Regions from separate parts of the Oryctolagus cuniculus genome. Here region 1 is linked to region 2. A link is a contact called in public Hi-C data. All regions are on one chromosome and are shown on one strand. Each heading gives the region's core, a stretch centred on a gene start, on an enhancer-like site or on the middle of the called end of the contact. The rest is flanking DNA. Distances are from core to core; before and after follow the strand shown.

The links. Hi-C and Micro-C count contacts between places; a contact is called where the count stands out from the background.
Region 1: a contact with region 2 is called in a Hi-C map of skin fibroblasts, with 2.5 times the contacts expected there. The contact joins the promoter of ERRFI1 here to the enhancer-like site in region 2. A contact is called at or near these places in 3 of 6 Hi-C or Micro-C datasets (ear pinna, skin fibroblasts and an unstated tissue).

Annotation. Positions count from the first base shown.
Region 1 is chr7:159,714,810-159,721,382 of mOryCun1.1, reverse strand. It overlaps ERRFI1 (ERBB receptor feedback inhibitor 1), which reads right to left and starts at 3,102. Exons shown (of 4, transcript XM_051856883.2): 1 at 2,946-3,102.
Region 2 is chr7:159,652,492-159,658,212 of mOryCun1.1, reverse strand. No RefSeq gene overlaps it. Among named protein-coding and RNA genes, the nearest start is that of ERRFI1, 63 kb to the left of the region's middle. Within about 2 kb of position 3,617, at least 4 of the 8 cell types and tissues checked have an H3K27ac peak or open chromatin away from gene starts, as enhancers often do. A contact at or near this core is called in ear pinna, where this site is marked.

The DNA.
Region 1 (6,573 bases), core at 1,853-4,352, 64 kb before region 2:
CCTTCAGGACATATCCTTGCTATCACAGCTTCATTTTAGGCAAACTCAGTGCTCCTCCTGACCTTCTTGTCCAGCAAGGGGGAACTGAAACCCAGGACTGCTGGGTGCCACGCTCAAGACCTCGGAGCCAGGCAACTGCAGAGCCCGGAGCAGCCACCAACTCAGCGCTCAGCTCACAAATGCACAGAGGGCGCGTGTCCATCTGCCCACAACACCTACAAATGCCTGCCGTGCACCCCACACTATGCGACCTCGGAGTCGCGGCTGCTGCCCCGTGATGTCTTCAAGCTAACACGGGAGGGGGATCAGAGCGAGGGGACAGTAACAGCGAGGGGACAGTAACAGACCAAGGAGGCAGAGAACGTGTTACACGGGTGGTTACGATGTTCTGAATAAGTGACTTCTTAAGCTGCAATCTAAAGGATGAAGAGGAGGCAGCTACAGGCACTGGGGGAAGCCGACCACACCGGTTTCCTGCGCTGTCCTTAGCAACCCTGGACTGCGCCCTCCTACCTTCCAATTGTCCCCAAGTTGAAAAGGCCTCCCACCCACGCAGCCAGAGCCCACATTCTGAAGAGGTACTCACTGAGGTCTCAGAGATGGGGGTCTTGAGAGACCAATACTGCCCAATTTCAGGAACTGTCAATTTTCAGGAACACTGGACTAAAGTATCAATAGGTAAAAACTCCCAACCTCAGAATCCTCCCCGCCCTCTGACAAAGAATCCTGCTCTATCACCCACCGCAAGCCAAGCTCCCTCTTAAGCCAACGGCTTCATTTAGGACCCCGAAACTTGCCATCTTGCCCACCTACACAAAGCATGTCGCTACCACAAATGACGCCACACCACCGCCACTGCTTGTGTCTGCCACTGAGCCGCCCGCTCACCGGCTTTCACACCGCGCGGCCCAGCACGCGGGAGGGTGCCGAGTGGATCCTGACCGCGGAGGGGCTGACGCGAACGCGCACCGACTAGGGCCCAGCCGCTGCGCTGGTGGAGGGAGTCCGAGACATGCAAACGCCGGGCTCACCCTGGCACCACCTGCCCCTGCTCTGCTCGCCGCCACGGCAGCCTCCCGGCATGCAGACAGGTCGGTCTGAAGCGCGTCAGACTGTACCTGTAATTGAGGCACCTTGACAGAAGCATCACCAGGTCCGCTTCTGAGAAGCGGCTGTCAACAGTCGTTTTCCCACAAACACTGCAGTCTCCAGTGCAGCTGGCCTTCCCAGGAGTGGCCAGCATCTGCTGTGAACTATCTACTGAGGAGTAGGAAAAACCAGTCACTGGAAATGACTTTACCTGTCAAAAACGAGCAGACATTTCATAACAGCCATAAAGAAATGACAACAGACTTGCTTTCCAACCCTTATCAGTGACTGGGTCCCATCTCACCGAGCCTCAGCAAGAGAACATGCTCCTCTGAGTTTATCTACCCACATCGCCTGCGTCCAAGGCTGTGTAGACAGAGCGGCACGCGGCGGAGACCCGGCCCTGGAAGGGTTTGCAGTCTCAGACACCTGTCAGTGTCCGCCCGGCCAAGTTCTGGCCCTCTACCGCCCATCAGCCAGCGCCGGCCGGACACACAGCTTGCGACGCGAAGGCGGCGGCAGCCTGAAGTGCACGCTGGGACCTCTACGCCCCGCGTTTCCCTTCAGACCTGCTGGTGGCTGGCACAGACCCTGGCCGCCGGCGTCCCTGCACCAGCACCGCCCGTGGGGAAGAAGCCCGCTTCTTCTGTCTGGACTTTGCAAAATCGGGTCTTGTGCTCAAACAGGCAGCCAGTCCGCCTTCAGCCTGTGTTTAGGTAAGATTTCACTCCAAAGTACGTACTTACAGAAATGCAATGAAAATAAAAATGCGCTTTCCAAAAGCAAGGCCAGGCTCTGGGAACTCAGGCTCCCGGACACTATCCGCCCACGGCAGCCTCACAGCTTTGCAAAAGCTTACAACTTTGCAAACACCCGTTCTCTTGAAGAAGAAGAAGAAAAAAAAAACACATTTAAACCTCACCTTTCTTCACCCCGGACAGTTGCCTGGAAACCAGTCCTGCCCTACCTGTGCTGCAGGTGGACCTCAATCACCAACACATCGCTTTGAAAGCCACGGGCGCTCTTCTGCCTGCACTTAAGTTTATGACTAACAATCGATTCACGTTTTTATCGGCTAAGAGGCTGGTTTCTTTCAAGCAATGATGAAATCCCAATAAAGACGGAGCCAGCACCAATACAGCACCAATCATGGTTAAGGAGTCATCTAATTTGCACCAGGATACGATACACATATAAATACACCAAATTCCCAACCAGCCTGCAGCCCACTCCTACTGTCCGCAAACCGGCCCGGAGGAACTCAGGTTGAATTAAAAACGCGCATCTGGGAACGACCCTCGCCGCTGAGGCCGGGCGGAGGGGCCGAGGCTGACCGCCCACGAGGACCGGTGCCAGCCTCGGGCCAGCGGCTGCCGAGCCCACCGCAGCCTCCCCCTAAAAAGCCTCGGCTCCCCGGGCGCAAGGTGTCCCGCAGGATAACGCGGCTGCGATTCCGACACGGCGGCGGGGGGCCACGCAAGACCCCCCAGGCCCCGGGGAGGACCCCGGGGCTCACCGCCCCGGAAGCCCGGTCCGCAGGCCGGTGCGCGGGGCTGCGGGGACGTGTCCCCAGCGCGCGGGTGCACGGCCCGGCGAGGCGGGGGGCCGCGCGGCGTCCACGCTCCGCCGAGCCGGGACGGCGGCGGGCCCCGGACGCCCCCAGCCCCGGCCGCGCCGCGCGGGGAGGGTCCCGGGTCCCGCCCTCCGCACCTCGGCGCGGGCCGGCCCCAGTCGGCGTCGCGGCGCCCTCCACGCCCCCACCCTGGCTCCGGGGAGCCGCCCGGCGCCGAGGGCCCCGCGGGACCGGGGCTGCGCACCGCCCTCCCCGCCCCCTCGCGGCGCGCCGGGCTCCTTACCCCGCAGGAGCGGCGACTGCCCCTCGGCGCCCTCCCGCGCATGTCCGTCCCGGCTGGCTCCGCGCCTCGGGCTCAGGGGCCCGGACACCGCGCAGGCGCCTTGCCCGCCGCCGCTCGCGCGCTCTGCCTCGCACTCGGCCGCCGTCGCCGCGGCCGCCGCCTGCATTTATAGCGTGTGCGCGGGCGGTGACGTCGACGCTCGCCGCCCCGCCCACCGCGTGCAGCCAATCAGGACGGCGGTCCTCTTAAAGGGGTGATGCCGCGGCTGGAGCGTTTGCGTGGGGCCCACCGGGGCGTCGCGCGCGCGCGCGCTGGGCAGCCGCCGGCTTTGTCCCTCGAGCCGGGCGAGAGGGCCGCGCTGCTCACCCCTGCGGGATCCGGGCGGCGGCTGCCGATCCCGAGAGCCCCGTGACACCGAGGTCTCAGAAATCTGCAGGCAGCAGTGCCTCGCGCGGAATTTCCCATCGATTTCGGCCCCGCGGAGGACACTTGCGCGATTTTTTTCCTAAGGAAACCCGGGAGTGGACGAGGCGCGGGGCAGGGGTGCAGTGGGACGGTGCGTGGGGGGACAGGGCCGTCGGGACGGAGTGATGGGGCAGAATGGGACGGCGAGGACGGTGCTGGCCGCAGAGGGGCCGTGGGGACAGTGAGGGCCTCGGGGCCGCGGGGACAGTGAGGGCCTCGGGGGACCTTGGGGACAGTGAGGGCCTCGGGACCGTGGGGACAGCGAGTCCTTGGGGGACCTTGGGGACTGTGAGGGTGGCTGGGCCCGCGGGGCCACTTGGCCGGCCTCGGGAGGAGCCCCTTGGAGCCCAGGGTCGCGGGGACGCGGGAGCCCGGGCCGGCCTGGACATTTGGCACCCTGGCGGCCCGGGAGGAGGTCTCTCAGGGCGCTGGTGATGCAACGCGGGCTTATAGTTTAACCGTAAAATAAATAACACAAATGATAGCAAACCGAGGGTAACTCAAGTAAGAAAAAGAGCAAACAGACGGAAACCCTCCAGCTGCAGCTAGAACAAATTCCCCGAGTGGCGCGGCTGCGGGAGGCCGGGCGCGGCTGACCCCTGGTCTCCGGGAGCCCCTCTGGGCCGCGATGTGTGCGGGTGCGAGGCGCAGCCGCGCGGCAGGTGCCTTCGCGGAGGGAGTGAGGTTCGGCCTCGCCATCCGGTTAACCATTAACCCGGCACCCCCGCAAACCTATTTGCCTTTTCTCCAGTGCCACTTACTTACATTCTTTCTAATTGATTCGAAGGCCCAATTTTGAATCCGCGGTCTCCAGCACACCTCCCACCCGCGTCTGGAGTAGTCCCCCTCCTCTGGGTTGCAAGGGAGGCGTTGACTCCATCCTCGTCCCGTGGCCCCTTCTGGCCTTCACGGGCTACGGGGTCGTTTTTGCGCCTAACCTGCTAACAGCTTAGCTGGTCCACCTGCCTGTGAACTTCCACTGACCGCCGCTGATTTTGCATTATTTGAGGAGGATGGGAAGTAGTCCCAGCTAACCGCTGATTTTCTTACCAAATTAACTAGGTTTTTTCGATCTGCAGAAAATCTGTGCGGGTTTTTCCCCGTGTTGCCGTCACGGGTGTTCCAGGCGAACCCACATGCTGCTGTCAGGGTAAAAAAAGGTGGGCCCGAGACTTGCCAGAGAGCGCCTTCTCATACTTCACTCACAGCGCAGCTTCCATTGAGTGGGAGCCCAGATGGGCTCAGGTTTCTGAAAGACGCCCCAGTCACACTATTTCAGGCACCACAATGCGGTTGTGATTTTGCTTTGGCCTTATTGGCTTGCTTTGACATTCACCTATTCACAAAGCCGCGATAGTCACCAGAGCAACCAGCCAGCACGGCCCTTTAGAGAAAGAAGATCAACAGGATACTTGCTGTGTGATGTGCTAATGTTTTGGTAAATTATAAAAATAAAATCACATGAGGAGTACTTGAATAGTCTTTTCTTCTGATCTATTTTAAACTGACGAAATAAATATGTGATGTATTTGTTTTTGGAAAAACCCAGTTTTAGCTGCTAATTTACTGAGTTTAGTTGACAATTATATTCCTATATCACTTTCTCAGCTGTGGAGGAATTACATGACACTTACACCCCACAAATGTTTCATCTAATAGTCTGCTTAATGATATTTTGTAATCACATTATGTCACCAATATTATCGAATATTTTGGGAAGAGTTTAAAAGGAAAATGCTAGGCAACTTGAAGTAATATTTGCATATTTTGTCAAGTGATCAATCATCAACTTTTAACAGATTAGATTAACAGACTAGAGATTTAGAGAAAATGGTCTCTATTTCCTGAACCTAACTTGTTTTAAATTGTCTTCAGCAAGAAAGAAATTTAAGCCAAACTTTTCTAAAACTCTCGCAGTCCATCTAATTTTGAGGCCGTTTACCAAAGAATGTGTATTAGCTGGTTTTTCAAAGATGTATTTAATGGGGCCGGCGCCGCAAGGTGGAGGATTAGCCTAGTGAGCCGTGGCGCCGGCACACCGGGTTCTAGTCCCGGTCGGGGCACCGGATTCTGTCCCGGTTGCCCCTCTTCCAGGCCAGCTCTCTGCTGTGGCCCGGGAGTGCAGTGGAGGATGGCCCAAGTGCTTGGGCCCTGCACCCCAGGGGAGACCAGGATAAGTACCTGGCTCCTGCCATCGGATCAGCGCGGTGCGCCGGCCGCGGCAGCCATTGGAGGGTGAACCAACAGCAAAGGAAGACCTTTCTCTCTGTCTCTCTCTGTCACTGTCCACTCTGCCTGTCAAAATAATAATAATAATAAAAAGATGTATTTAATGGAAAGGCAGAGTAATGGACCTTCCTTCCACCGCAACTTCAGGGCCTGGGCCCGGCCAAAGCCAGGAGCCTAACACTCAATCCAGGTCTCCCACGTGGAGGCGGGGACCCAAGTACGTGGCCATCATGTGCTGCAGGTGCAGTTAACAGGGAGCTGGATAGGAAGCAGAGGAGCCAGGAATCAAACCAGGCACTCTGGTGTGGGGTGCGGGCACCCTAGGAACATAAGCGTAACATTTAGGACGTTCGATCTGCATCATGGTGACCCAAGTTGTCACTTTGCACTTCCCCGTCTTTCAGAAAAGAGGAATCACAGGCCCTGCTTTCCTGACGTCATTGCTGGTCACAAGTTGTGTGTCATCAGAAACCTGCTGTCCAGGGGTCTTGTCAAATATGTATTTCTGTTTTGATATTTAATCCTGTGGAGGAGTCTCTTGGTATTTCTTCTGATGTCAGCTTTCTGCTAATGTGCACCTGTGAGGCAGCAGTCGATGTCCTAAGCCGTGCCACTCCCGTGGGAGACCTAGGCTGGGCTCCCCGCTCCAGCTCACTGCAGCCGTCCCGTAGGTGAGCCAGCACAAGGGAGTGCTTTCTGTCTCCCCACTTCTTAAATTAAAAAAAAATGACCAATGAAAGCATTGCATTTCTTTCTTAGAGGTCACTTGTTAAGTGTCCCGTGTTATGTTTTAGAAACAGCTGTGCATGGGTACATTTTACATACAGTGACTTCTGTGGCTTGCTTTAAAGCAGACGTGCTGAGAAGTGCGCAGGATTCCCCCGCGAGGGAGGCCACCTCGCAACAGAGGGTTCTGCTGCGCGTTCAGCCTCGG
Region 2 (5,721 bases), core at 2,368-4,867:
AAAGGCGCGTGTGTTCCAGTAAACCGTCTGCTGGACCCAGCGCCCTGTCCTTCGTCCCTGTGTCACCTCCCTGCCATGACGACCGCTGACTCAGACGCCTTCCAGTTTTGAGCAGCACGTTCAGAGGCCTGCCAAGACTGACCTGTGACGCATCCGCCGTGTGTCACCGAGGGAGCAGGGAAATAGGTGATGTCTCTTTTCCCTAGCACACACATCTATCCAACAGAACTGTGAAGTCGCACCTCAAGGGGCACCCCTTCTGGGTGAATAACGGTGGATCTTTCTGGAAGACACAGGATGACTGGTGTGGGAGGGTGATGCATGGCAGTGGCCGTGGGGAGGGCACTGAGGCCATCTGTCCTTTGGGGTCAAGATGTCTGATGTCCTGATGGAGCGCCTACTGCTCTGTTTACTCATTCAACAGATAGTCTTAGATAATACACTGTTGGGCGCTGCAGGACAGAAACAGATAGGTGAGACACAGTCCCTACTGCCCGAAGCTTATAATCTAACAGGGAAATGACTCTGAAGTCAGGCAGTGGGTGACACGTGCCATGAGCAACAATGAAAAGTGCTACGGAGGGCGGGGGTGCCGGGGTCCCTCCCAGCCAGGAGGATCAAGGGGCGCTTGGAGAGGAGCCGGTGATACAGTCAAGTCAGCAACTGAAAAAGCGGGGTGACAGGAGGGGGCTTCACAGACAGGTGACACCTGCAGTGGGCCTTGGTGGCCAGGCAGGAGCGGGAGGCGGCTCAGAGCCAGCCCTGGAGCTGGAGCCAGTGTGGTGTAGAGGGGCTGTCGGAGAGACGGGAGCAGGCAGGCGGCAGGGGAGAATCCTGGCCGCGTAGATCGGGGCTGACGTCATATTTGGACGTCAGGCTGTGAAGTTTGCAGGTGGCGGGAAGAGACTTCAGGATTTCTGAGCGAAGCCGTGATGTTCGCCAAAGACATTTCAGGGCCCCAAATCCGGCAGTGGTGTGTGGGAGAACTGAGAGGTGGATGAAGCCAGGCCGAAGTGAGGCTGTTGAAATAGGACAAGCGAGAGGTGGAGAGCTAGGGTGCGTGCGAGCAGAACAGGAGGTGCAGGTGCACGTGGCGTTTTAATGGAACGAATGCACGGGCCACGAAAGGCAATGCAGATAGCAGGGGGTCGCGAGAGGGAAGAGCCCAGGGGTTCTATAAAGGGCTGAGCTGGTGCAGGGCCAGAACAGGGAAGCGCAGAGACACGACCAGAGCCTGGACCGTCCTCATCAGCTCTTGCACCGGAGGTGGTGGAGACCGGCTGGGCCCTGCCGTCCGTGGTTCCCCTGATAGATGGGAGACCAGTGTTTTCCAAGGCCACGTCCGGTTAGAGCCATCACATCGCCAAGAACGTGAGCAGGAGCCTGGCTCCTGCCCCCCGGATTTCGTTCCACCGGCCACCCCGTCCGCATGGAAGCCAGCACACGGCAGCTTCGGTGGAGAGTAAAGGTCGGGCGTCCACGTGCTCATTTCTGGATGAGCTGTAATTACATTCAGAGCTCAGGACTCTGACTCACCTCTGCTCATAGTAACTCCACCCGGCGACCTGCCTCTCACATTCAAACATGAAGTCACTTCACCCACTTCACTTTTTAAACCTTGGCAAAGCTTTAATGATTTTTTGGGGGGAGGGGAAAGGAATCCAAAAGTGCCACCTAGGACCCACGGGAGACACACCTGTCCCCAGATAGTTGCCAGTTTTGCCTGTCTCACCGAGAAACCCCGGGTGAGAGCCCCGCGTCATTGCCCCAGGTGAGAAGGGCAGAGTGCCCCAGGGCAGCCCGTGTCTGACACATTGAACTTCAACCAGAGGCCAAAACGGGTCGTGGGGATTCTGGCTTCGTAAGCTAAGTTGGTTTAAAGGCCTGGCCGGAGGAGGGAAGTAAAGCAAACATGAGCGTGACATCCTGCTTGGAGCTCCGAGGCCAGTGGCTCGCAGAAGAGGCTGCGAGCTTACCCTGTGGCCAGCACGGCTAGCACGTTCCGCCGGGGGCAGGCTGGCGTGCAGAAGGCGGGGAGACCATGGCGTGGCTCACTGCACCGACGCCTTTAGGTTATAAATTCTCGGCTCTGCTACTCCCCCAAGGTTGCCCCGTGAGGAGTAAACACCTGGCACAGACTCGCGTCTAGGCCTGTGGGAAAACCTCCCTGCACCCTTGGGAAGGAGAAGGCAGTTGAGATCCTCTGAGTTTCATTCCAGGGGGCCGTTGCTTTCAGAATCGCTCTCGCCTGCAGTTTCCCTTTTACAGGTTGAACGTTCGGCAAGGCGGTGCGAGGCCAGCGAGCAGATCCTGGGAGATTTCAGGTCACACGGCTACACCCACGAAGTTTATGTGGGCTAGATTGATGTTTATTGTTTACGTGTGCTTCAATATCCCAAGGACTGATAGTAAAACTTGCCCTTAAATAAACAAAATATTCTCAACACTTCCATACTGTGTTTATCTGCCCTCGCCATCTCACTCCCGGCCCTCTGTTCCCCGTGGCTAGCCCTGGACGGACGCCTACAGTCACGCCGAGGCTCGGGATGGAAGTCGTCCAGGCTTGGGAGCCTTCTTGGATCAGTCTCCCGTTCTTCAACAGCGGGAGGTAGATTCTCCAGCAACACAGCACGCAGTCTGGTCCCTAGAGAATCCCACTTACTGCGAATGGTTTTTAGATACTCAACTGCTGTGCAGCCCTCCCCTTCGGACGGCTGCGCCCTCCCCGTCACGACCACCTCGCCTGTCCCCAGGCGATGCCCCCACCGGCTCCTCTTTCAAGGGTTCAGAAAAACACAGCCTTGTACCACACCGAGGCCTGCGTCCAAGACAATTCTCCAAGCAGAATTCCTTTTATCATGTAGACTCTTATGATTCATTGGAAAGCACTGTAGAGCCAACGCTGGCTTTTCAACAAATGTTTCTAACAAACTGACACACACAGCCGAATGTTCTTGTTGGCTGCCGAAGAAGCATATGTTAGCGGGTAGCAAGGGGGCACAAGACAACGCAGATCTGGTGACGGGAGCTTTGCTGCAGTGATTCACAGTCGGTTTTGCAATTTGAAGGCATTTGATGAGTCATGTGACTTCCTTTCAACAGGGCCCCCTGCCTGTTAATTCACTTCTCTGTCCTCGAAACTCTTGAGCACATTGTCCGTCCATGTCACTCCTGCTGCCAGGGAGGAAGGCCTGGGACCTGGTGACAGAAATTTTTCGAGGCAGCGCTCTCCTGGGCGTATAATTCACAGCAGAATGGATGGTGGTTTTGGGGAAAAAAAAACCTTTTTTATAAAAATTCCAGCGCCGCTCTAACAGGAGGCGTGTGTTTCCAGTTCCCTTGTTTCTGCTGCCCATACAATAAACTCCAGCCACCTGTGGGAGTGCTGGGCACCATGACCTTCCCCGGGGATTGTGTCAAACGGAAGACACAGTGCCCTGAGCACTCCACGGAGCGCACCCGGCAGCCTCGGGCCCACACGGTCTGGGAGCACGGGAGAAGATGGGCCTCTTTCGAGGTCCTCAGGGATCGTGGCCAGGATTTCTGGATGCCTTTGTGTGATCAGGAAATTAGATCAGCATCCTTGTAGGGAAAGGGTCATCCGGGTCCCAGGTGGGGCTCTTTGGTTAAAGCGTCTGCGTCTCAGTCCATATTAGGCAACAGGAACTGCCTGAGAGGCATGCATTTTTCATTCTGTGTCATTCAACCATAAATGACTCAGTTCTGATATTATTTACCAGGCTCCCTCTGAACTCAGAGGAGCGGCAGCTGGGTGGCCCTCGTAACGCCAGCCTTGACAGTCTCCACAGGGCTTGCGAGCTGGTCGGAAGAGGGGTCATTTTCCCTTCAGATCACATTAATTTAATAACTGACTCATATCCCGGGGACTTGAATCAGCCTCAAACGGCTTCATTTCTAAGTGAACGCAGGCTTCCTGTAAGTGATTTATTTTACTGTTCCTGGAAAAGCTTATTAAAGTCAAGGGGGATTTTTTTTTTTTTAGAAGTCACCTAGGAAACTGTGAGCGTTCAATTTTTCATGTTTAAACGTTAATCTAGTGTCCTGAGCGTCGTGGGATGTTACTGCTGTCTCTATGTTTTTTTAAAGGTTTATTTATTTATTTGAAAGAGTTAGAGAGAGGAGAGGAAGAGAGAGAGAGAGAGAGAGAGAGAGAGAAAGAGAAGTCTTCCATCCGATGGTTCACTCCCCAGTTGGCTGCAACGGCTGGAGCTGCGCTGATCCAAAGCCAGGGGCCAGGAGTTTCTTCCGGGTCTCCCACACAGGTGCAGGGGCTCAAGGACTTGGGCCATCTGCTGCTGCTTCCCCAGGCCATAGCAGAGAGCTGGATCGAAAGTGGAGCAGCTGGGTCTCGAACCAGCGCCCATATAGGATGCCAGTGCTTCAGGCCAGGATGTTAACCCGCTGCCCCACAGCGCCGGCACCACTGCTGCCTCTTAAAATAGACTTCAGTTGTTAAGAGCGGTTTTAGGCTCGTGGCAAGCTGCCTGGAAAGTCCAGACGGTTCCTGGCTATCCCCTGCACCTCCCCCACTGTCAATATCGCACACCACCGTGGCACCTGTGTCAGAGTCCATGAACTTCCGGGACACATCACGTCACCCAGCGTCCAGGGTTCCCAGCAGGGCTCACTCCGGGCTCTGGACGTGCTGTGGATGCTGGCAGGCGCAGCAGGACAGACGCTCGCCACGCTGGCCTCCCTCGGGAAAGCGTCCCTGCTCTGCAAGCACTCTGCGTTCTGGCTCTTCAGAGATTGCTTTTTTAGTTTCCAACTTCATGACCTAACCTTGAGTTACGATTCGGGAGTTTAACTTAAAATTAATGGTTGTTGGGCTGGCGCCGCGGCTCACTAGGCTAATCCTCCGCCTAGCGGCGCCGGCACACGGGGTTCTAGTCCCGGTTGGGGCGCCGGATTCTGTCCCGGTTGCCCCTCTTCCAGGCCAGATCTCTGCTGTGGCCAGGGAGTGCAGTGGAGGATGGCCCAGGTGCTTGGGCCCTGCACCCCATGGGAGACCAGGAAAAGCACCTGGCTCCTGGCTCCTGGCTCCTGCCATCAGATCAGTGCAGTGCACCAGCCGCAGCGCGCCGGCCGCGGCGGCCATTGAAGGGTGAACCAACGGCAAAGGAAGACCTTTCTCTCTGTCTCTGTCTCTCTCACTGTCCACTCTGCCTGTCAAAAAAAATATTAATGGTTGTTAAAAGTCACTGGGGCCAGCCCTGTGGCATAGTGGATAAAGCCACCACCTGCAGTGCTGGCATCCCATATGGGCACCGGTTTGAGTCCCATCTGCTCCACTTCTGATCCAGCTCTCTGCTGTGGCCTGGGAAGGCAGTGGAGGATGGCCCAAGTGCTTGGGCCCTGCACCCACATGGGAGACCAGGAGAAGTACCTGGCTCCTGCCATCGGATCGGCACAGATCCAGCCGTTGTGGACACCTGGGGAGTAAACCATCAGTGGGAAGACTTCTCTCTCTCTCTCTCTCTCTCTCTCCCCTTCTCCCCCCGCCTCTCCTTCTCTCTCTGTGTAACTCTGACTTTCAAATAAATAAATAAATCTTTTAAAAAAGTCATTAGTATTGGGGCTCAGTGGGTTAAGATGCTGCCTGGGATGCCAGCATCCTATGTGAGTGCTGGTTCAAGTCCCAGCTGCTCCACTTCTGATCCAGCTCCCTGCAAATGTGCCTGGGAAGGCAGCAGAAAATGG